2 separate regions of the Triticum aestivum genome follow, and region 1 is linked to region 2. Evidence: chromatin contacts called from public Hi-C data. All regions are on one chromosome and are shown on one strand. Each heading gives the region's core, a stretch centred on a gene start, on an enhancer-like site or on the middle of the called end of the contact. The rest is flanking DNA. Distances are from core to core; before and after follow the strand shown.

The links. A called contact is a pair of places that touch in the nucleus more often than the background predicts.
Region 1: a contact with region 2 is called in a Hi-C map of leaf, with 6 times the contacts expected there. The contact joins the promoter of LOC123144345 here to the enhancer-like site in region 2. A contact is called at or near these places in 2 of 5 Hi-C or Micro-C datasets (both in leaf).

Annotation. Positions count from the first base shown.
Region 1 is chr6D:170,131,312-170,135,511 of IWGSC CS RefSeq v2.1, reverse strand. LOC123144345 (3-ketoacyl-CoA synthase 11) reads right to left here and starts at 2,890. Exons shown (of 2, transcript XM_044563446.1): 1 at 2,733-2,890; 2 at 674-2,437. The coding sequence starts at 2,430. The coding sequence ends at 856.
Region 2 is chr6D:169,807,435-169,811,415 of IWGSC CS RefSeq v2.1, reverse strand. No RefSeq gene overlaps it. Among protein-coding and RNA genes, the nearest start is that of LOC123141395, 78 kb to the right of the region's middle. Within about 2 kb of position 1,430, at least 2 of the 8 cell types and tissues checked have an H3K27ac peak or open chromatin away from gene starts, as enhancers often do. A contact at or near this core is called in leaf, where this site is marked.

The DNA.
Region 1 (4,200 bases), core at 1,641-4,140, 320 kb before region 2:
GGACGGAGGGAGTAGTAGATAACACAAAATTACACTGCCAAAAAGCCCAACAACACACCGCATTATATATACAAAATAAAACACACATCATCTTTTTCACCCACCAAACCAAACCAATAATAAAAATAAAACGCATACCATCTTCTCACTGTGCCGAACCAAATAACAAATTTTTAATGAAATCTCAACAACAACAACGACCCAGCCGTTCTATTATCAGATGATATCTTAACTACGGGGCTATTTGGTTCCCAGTCATAGATTGCCACGCCAAAGCTGTTACGGGCACACCTCCTTAGGCAGGTGTTTGGTGCTGTATGCAGGTTTGGCTCGCCACAGTGCAAAGGAGCTTCTGCAGCAGAGATTCTCAAGATATGTGGCGCCCATTTTGCCCGCCACACTTCCTGTGGCGTGCCACGGGTGTGGCTAACACCTCAACTTAGGTGTGGCGATTTTAGCGTGCAATGCACATCAAAGACAGAACTCATCATAGACGACAGGTTAGCACGATACGATGGCCAACATTCGGAACAAATCAAATGCCGACAGGTTAGCACGATATGATGGCCAACATTCGGAACAAATCAAATGCGCAGTGCGCATGGAAAAATTAATGCAACGCAGTTGCTCCTTTCGGGGCCAAGATTCTCGATCCACATGGAACACAAAGATGTTAAGAACTGATCAATGGATAAAAAGTGAACAGCACGACACCACACCCCTCTGTACCACCTAAATGGAATCATCTAAAATTAATACCCCGACAGATCACCCAAACAAATTGCATACAGTCGAATTCAATGGCAAGATTTGCTCACTTGCTGTTCCGGGTGGTATATTACTGAACAGGCAAAGCTATTCAACAACCTTGGAAACCTTGGGAACCACCACCGGAAATGTGTCGATCTCGTCCATCCAGGGGTTGTTCTGCTCCTTCGCAGGGTTCACTGACCTGAGCGCCTTCCAGACAGCGCTGTTGCACTTGAACCCCGAACCGAACGCTATCTGCCAGATCCTGTCGCGCCTCCTGATCCTCCCCTTGGCCTCGCTGTAGGCCAGCTCGTACCAGAGCGAGCTGCTGGACGTGTTGCCGAACCGGAAGAGAGTCATCCGGGACGGCTCCATGTGCCAGTCGGTGAGGTCCATGTTCTTCTCTATCTCATCAAGCACAGCGCGCCCACCAGCGTGGATGCAGAAGTGCTCGAATGCCAGCTTGAAGTCAGGAATGTATGGCTTGATCTTCATCTTGAACAGCTTCTTGCCAACCAATGTGACCATGAACAGCAGCTGCTCCGAGAATGGTAACACAAGCGGGCCAAGCGTTGTGATGTTCGTCTTGAGCGCATCCCCAGCCACCGCCATGAGGTCCTTGGATAGTGCCACGCCAACCTTGCCGCTATCATCCTCCTCCTGGGTGACACAGCTGAAGCACTTGTCATCTGCACCCTTGTGAGTCCTCACAGTGTGTACCAGCTCGTACTTGGACCTCCTCCTGTCTGACCGCTTGTTCGACAGAAGGATCGCAGCGCAGCCCATCCGGAACAGGCAATTTGACACAAGCATCGACCGGTTGTTCCCAAAATACCAATTCAGGGTAATGTTCTCCGTGCTGACCACCATTGCATACGAGTTGGGGTGCACCTGGAGCAAATCCTTGGCCAGATCTATGGACAGGAGCCCGGCACTGCACCCCATTCCTCCCAGATTGTAGCTGACTATGTTCCCTCTCAGCTTGTAATGGTTCACCACCATGGCGGACAGTGACGGTGTTGGGTTGAACAGGCTGCAATTCACAACAAGAATCCCAATGTCCTTGGGCTTCACCCCGGTCTTGGCGAGCATGTTGTCGATGGCACCGAACATGCAGACCTGCGCCTCTTGGCGCGCCAATTCCATGGAGGGGTTGGGCGGCACGGTGACCAAGGCGGGAGGGATGTAAGTGTCCTCGCCCAAACCCGAGCGCTCGAGGATCTTGCGCTGGAAATCGAGGTTGGCTTCGGTGAAGTTGCCGGTGAGCTTGGAGCAGCGCATGAAGGTTTCACGCGAGCACCGGCGCTCCGGGCCGGGCTTGTAGCAGCCGAAGTCGACGAGGTAGACGGAGCGCGGGCGGGTGAGGAAGTAGACGGTGGAGAGGAAGACGAGGAGCGTGGAGCAGGCGATGACGGAGAGGAGGTTGAAGCGGAGGTGCGTCCACAGGTCGGCGACGTCGCCCGGAGAGAGCGTCGAGAGGTGGACGGCGATGAGCACGATGAGCGGGGTGAGCAGGAGGTACATGCCGTGGGTGATGAGGTAGTGGTACCCCAGCTTGACGTACTTGAGCCGCACCGACTGCAGGAAGTCCGGCAGCCGACGCGACGGCGACGGCGAGCTCGCGCCTTCGCCGGCGCTGGCACCGGCACCGGCCGGCGGCGTGCTGTCCTCCATCGACATGGTGCCCCTGCGGATCGAGGAAACGCAGATTTCCGTGGGTCAGATAAACGGCGGAAGAAATTCAAAATGCGAGATCTGGCAGCTGAAAGTTTTAACCCCTAGTAAATTCTAGACGGCAAAACGAATCTTGTATTGCCCCGGCACGAAGGTGCGAATCGAGATGCGTTTCGAGTTCATGGCCGCCTACCTCCCCTCCCTCCCTCGGCCACCCACGAGGCAGTCCACGGCCGATAATAATAATACAATAAAAATACAGTATGTAATTCAGAACGGAAATGACACAGACGGATTCCGAAGCATACCGCTCAAATGGCCGGAGCGACGATCAGCGCCGCCGGGCTCCGCCTCGGAGACGGCGCCGGGTCCTCCTCCTCCGCCTTCTTCTGGCGCCGCACTCGTCTCTCTCCTGAACTTGCCGTCGCGAGCAACACGGGAGGGGGGGAGGGGAAGGGAAACGGAAGCCGGCATTTAATAGATGGCACGAGGGGGAATAATCGTGGTGGCCCACCAGTCGGCGACGGGGACGGCCAGCTTGGATGCAGCCGGCGGCTCGCGACGGACGGCTGGAATGGATCGTGGGGCGACGACCGGGCGGCCCGCGTCTGACTGGGCTGTTTAGTTGGGTACAGTTTAATGTACCCGTAAGGGCGATCTGTTCCGCGGCCACGTGGGGCCTCGCATGCGCTGGTTCGCTGGGCTGTGCGTGGGGTGTCAGTGACAGCTGTGCGTGATTCGCTGCTTTGGAGGAGCTGGGGTATGGGTTTGGCGGAGAGAACGTGGTGGGAGCGGGCGAGCGAGCGATTGGAGTTTTCCGGCGGAACTGCCGGCCCGCGTTGGAACGCGATGTAACGACATCCGCGAATATTACTGAGCTGACTGTATTTTTTAAAAACAAAACACAGTGGTTCCCATGTTCTCTTTTTCTTCTGCAGATTTCAGGGACAGCTCGCCACATGCTGCAACCTCTGCATTCCAGCGTATTTTGCGAACAATATCACAGACCAACATATTCTTCTTTTGAAAAAACACGTCTCCCTTGCCGGACGAGGATTTAAAGCTCTCAGAGCATCTCCAGCCGCGTCCCCAACATGATCCGCCAGGCGATTTTTTAGCCGGCGCTCAAAAATTGGCCTAGTTGCACCCTCAGGAGCCTGTTTTTCACCGGTTTGGGCCGAAACTGGCGCCGACGGACCCCGGCCGAACCCGGCGTGCTACATAAGCAGCCGCCTCCCCTTGCCTGTGCGCCGCCGCCGCCGACGTTCCTCCCCTCTCTCCTAGTGCCCAGCCGCGACGATGGGCGAGAGGTTCCCCGGCGATGGGGCGGCGGCCAATGGCTTCAGTCGCCGCTCGTTGCACGAGTGGGAAGCCTACCTGATGTTCGAGGCCAACGTCTCGGCGCCTCCCGACATGCGCGCGTCGGGGCAGTGGAAGCTCAGCGCCGGTGGCGTTCCCATTCCCCTGCTGCCCGACGTCACCGTGCGCGCCGACTACTTCGCCGACGAGGTCGACCGCGTGCTGGCATCGCTGACGGAGGAGCAGCAGGCCCTCCCGCAGTACGCCGCCGGCAACCACGAGGCATGGGCGTCGTACTTCCAGCGCCGGGAAGCGGAACGGCTGGCCTCCACCAATGGGGCGCCGGTGGTGCGGGGAACCAAGAACAGCGAGGGCCGCCGCCAGTGGTGGGGCGCCCCCGGGCGCACTCTCCATGCCGTCCTCCAGCACCTCGAGGGCGGCAACGACCCGCCATTCACGTACCCTGCCGCCCCGGTC
Region 2 (3,981 bases), core at 181-2,680:
AATTTGGTCACCTGTAAAATTAGTCAAATGGGTCAAAGGGCAATTTTTGGAGGGGTAGGTTAAAGGGCAACTACTCAATGGCATTTTTTTCTTGAGAAACGTCAATGGCTCCTATCGTTTTTTTTCTTGAGTGCTGTCAACGGCTCGCTCGTATCGTGACGCGCTGGCGAACAATCCAGCGCGCACCCTCTCTCCTCCCGCGCGCCCTATACCACCGGCCCATTAACGGGGCTGGATGCCAACTTTTTCTTATTTAGTTTTTGCTATTTTCCTTTTTTCCTATTTTTAGTTTTTATTATTTATATAATTCAGGATTTTCCAAAAAATAATTTATAAATCATTAAATTTTCGGGTATTAGAAAACAAATGTTCAGGATTTAAAAAAAAGTTTGTGAATTTGAAAAAATATTTTCTGAATTCAAAAAATGTTCATAAATTTTTAACAATCTTTTGCAAAAATAAAAAATGATCTTGAATTATAAAAATAGTTTATTGATTCAAAAAATGTTCACTGATTCAAAATGTTCAAGCATTTCAAAAACAACGTACGTCAAACAAAAATGTTCATGAATTTCAATAAATGTTCATCAATTCATAAAATGTTTGCTGATTCACAAAATGGTAATTGATTAAAAAATTCACTGATCAAACAAACATTCATCAATTCAAAAATTGTTCGTTGATTCAAAAAGTTCACCAATTCAAACAAAGTTTGCTGATTCAAGAAAATGTTAATTGAATCAAAATGAATGGCGATTCAGAAAAAGGTTCATCAATTAAAAAAAATTCACCTATTCAAAAAAAATGTTCACAAGTTTCAGATAAAAGTTCAGAATTTTAAAAACAATGTTCGGAAAATATAATAAATAAATATCCACAAATTGTTCAATGTTTATTATTAAATTATTCCTGTGTTCATAAAAATGTTCAAAATTAAAACAATGTTCACTCCCTCAAAAAATTTCGTATTTGAAAAATAAGTTTGCAAAAATGAAAAAGAAAAAGGGGAAAAAATAAAGATAATGAAAACAAAAAAGGAAAAAGGAAATAAAAAACCAACTCGAGGAACAAAGAAAAAAGGAAAATGAAAAATAAAGAAATAAGAAAAGAAGGGGAAATGAGAAATATAAAAGAGTGAAAAGTCAAAAGAAAAAAGAAAGAAACAAAAGGAAAACCCAGTTCAGAGGTGGCCCTAGAAGTTTCCTAAAACCATGTGGGGGAAAGACCAGACTGGGACGGGCCGCAGGCCTGCAAGGGGTATGCGCTATCTCAGTAGACAGTGACCTACGCACAGAATAGGAACTGTCGGGTAAATGTTTGAACGATCAAACGAAAAAAAATAAGAGAGGCAGCACGATGCGCTGTTGCCCATTAAGGGGCGCTGTGGGCAGTGCACTGACGCTGAAGTCGCCAAATAGGAGGGAAAATCCACCATTTTCTGTATCGCGCCTTTTGCGCACGTTACTACTGTTTGTGCAATTGGGAGCACCCCACCCCTCTACAATGGGCCAACCCATTTAATTTGTTTTTGTTAAACTGCAAAATACGCGTGTGCGACGTGATTCAAACTTGCGATCTCCTTGTTTTTGATAAACTGCAGTAACCACTTGGGACACCACACGTATTGTAATTACATACTCCCTCTTTTCTTCTTTTTGTTCTTTCTTTTTTTTCTTTTTTCTTTTCTTAAATTCGTGAACTCTTAACAAAATCCATGAACCTTTTTCAAATCTATTAATTTTCTTTCACAATCATTGAATCTTTTCAAATTTCTGTTTTTTAGAATTGATGAACATTTTTTGAAAGCATCAAACATGATCCCCGAACAATTTTTAAAGCAGAAACATTTTCCCAATCATTGAAAAATGTTCGTGTTTTCGGAAAATGTTTCATGTTTTCGGAAAATGTTTCACAATCATTGAAAAATGTTCGTGTTTTCGGAAAATGTTTCATGTTTTCAAAAAAATTGCAGATTTTATTAAATTGTTCCCATTGTTCACGATTTCAAATTTTGTTCTTGTTTTATCAAAAGATGTTCGGAATTCTGAAATAGTTCATATTTTCAAAAAATGATTAGAATTCATAAATCATTTATGTTTTCCAAAAAATAATCATCATTTCAAAAAAACTTGTCAAGATATATTTTGACATTTTTTTCAAAAATGCTTTTAGATATAAGTGCTGCTATGTATTCTTATATATTTCGCACCATCGTGAGGTCAAGTGGCAGGTAGCATCTGTTAGGAGTGCGGGGGCACGAGTTTGATTCCTTGCAATCTGATTCTTGTTTCAGTATTTTTATGTCGCTCGATACAAAAAACAAGTGACTTCTAAATAAAGGTAGCTCCTTTTTTTATACGAGATGGCCGGGACTTTCTTTTTAATCTGTAGCGAGCCGTTATTAGTGCTTGCCACTACCTCGGTCAAGCATTGGAGATGACCTAAGAGCATCTACAACACGTCCACGCAAATCTGACCGCAGACACGCCCGCGGATAGCACCGGTCCGTCTCTCAATTGTCTCTATTTGTAACCACAATCCTCACTTTTGAAACCTTAAATCATGTAAACACATGTACGAGATCATTACACACAACATAATGAATGACACACACACAAATAAAAATTACTTGTACATAAAAATACATAGTCCCAACATAAAATTTGTTCACTGTGCATACTTGAAACATAAAATGCATAGTTCATGGATTTTCAGCATGAATTCGCATATGATGCACAAGATTATTGAGAAGTTGCATATGCACCTATTGATCGTGAAATTGTCGATGCATCAAGAAAGGTTGCAACATGCTCCGCCTCTTTTCCTGGAGGCGCACCTGAATTTCAGGCTTCTCAAAATCATGCGTGCAAACTGCCCCTTCACCCTCATTGTCCGCAATCATGTTGTGTATGATTACACAATATGTCATGAGCCGCCAAAGTGTCTCCGGTTCCCACATCATTGTAGGTTCGCGAACAATACCCCAACAAGCTTGGAGCACTCTGAATGCTCTCTTCACATCAGTCTAGCATCTTCTTGCATTTGTGACATTATTTCCTACCACGAGGATTGGATATAGTCGTCACAAATGTCGCCCGTTGAGAATAGATACATCAGCAAGGTAGCACCCTATGTTGTAATTGTGCCCATTGACAGTGTAGTTACACGTCGGAGCCTCCCCATCACAAACTCTCTTGAACAAAGGAGATCATTGGAGAAAATTAATGGCATTGTGAGAAATAGATGTACCCAAGAAAGCATGCCAAATCCACAAGTCCTTCAATGCTACTACTTCAAGTATGGTGGTGGCCTCTTTAGTGTGATATTAGAACTGCCCACGCTAACTTTTGGGGTAGTTTTTCCATTTCCAGCGCATGCATTCAACTAAACCGAGCATACATGATACACAGGTTTGGCACATGCAGAATGCAACAAATGCTTGGGAGGCTGGCCCTGCTCCTCCACCTCCTCAACATGGGTAGGGAGTTTGGCATGTTCTTCCACCAGTACACAATCCATACAGAGGGTATAGTTATCCTCAAATGACTGGTTATCAGCGGCCCTCAATGATGGATGGCATACAAACTGCTGAATCCGGACATGATGATGGTCTGCGCCTCTGGAATGAGCATGTGGCCATTATATGCTTCAATATGCAATTTTATATCATTTTTGGGAACTAACCTATTAACCCAGTGCCTAGTGACACTTGTTGTTTTCTGCTTGTTTTTGGTTTTCGAGAAAATCAGTACCAAACGGAGTCCAAACACCACGAAACTTTTTGAAAGTTTTTTTTATGGAAAAAAGAGACCCTAGAACTTCGGGAGGAGACCAGACGGAAAACAAGGAGATGGCAATGCAACAGTGAAGGAAATATGCCCTAGAGGAAATAATAAAGTTGTTATTTATATTTCCTTATATCATGATAAATGTTTATTATTCATGCTAGAATTGTATTAACCGGAAACTCAGTACATGTGT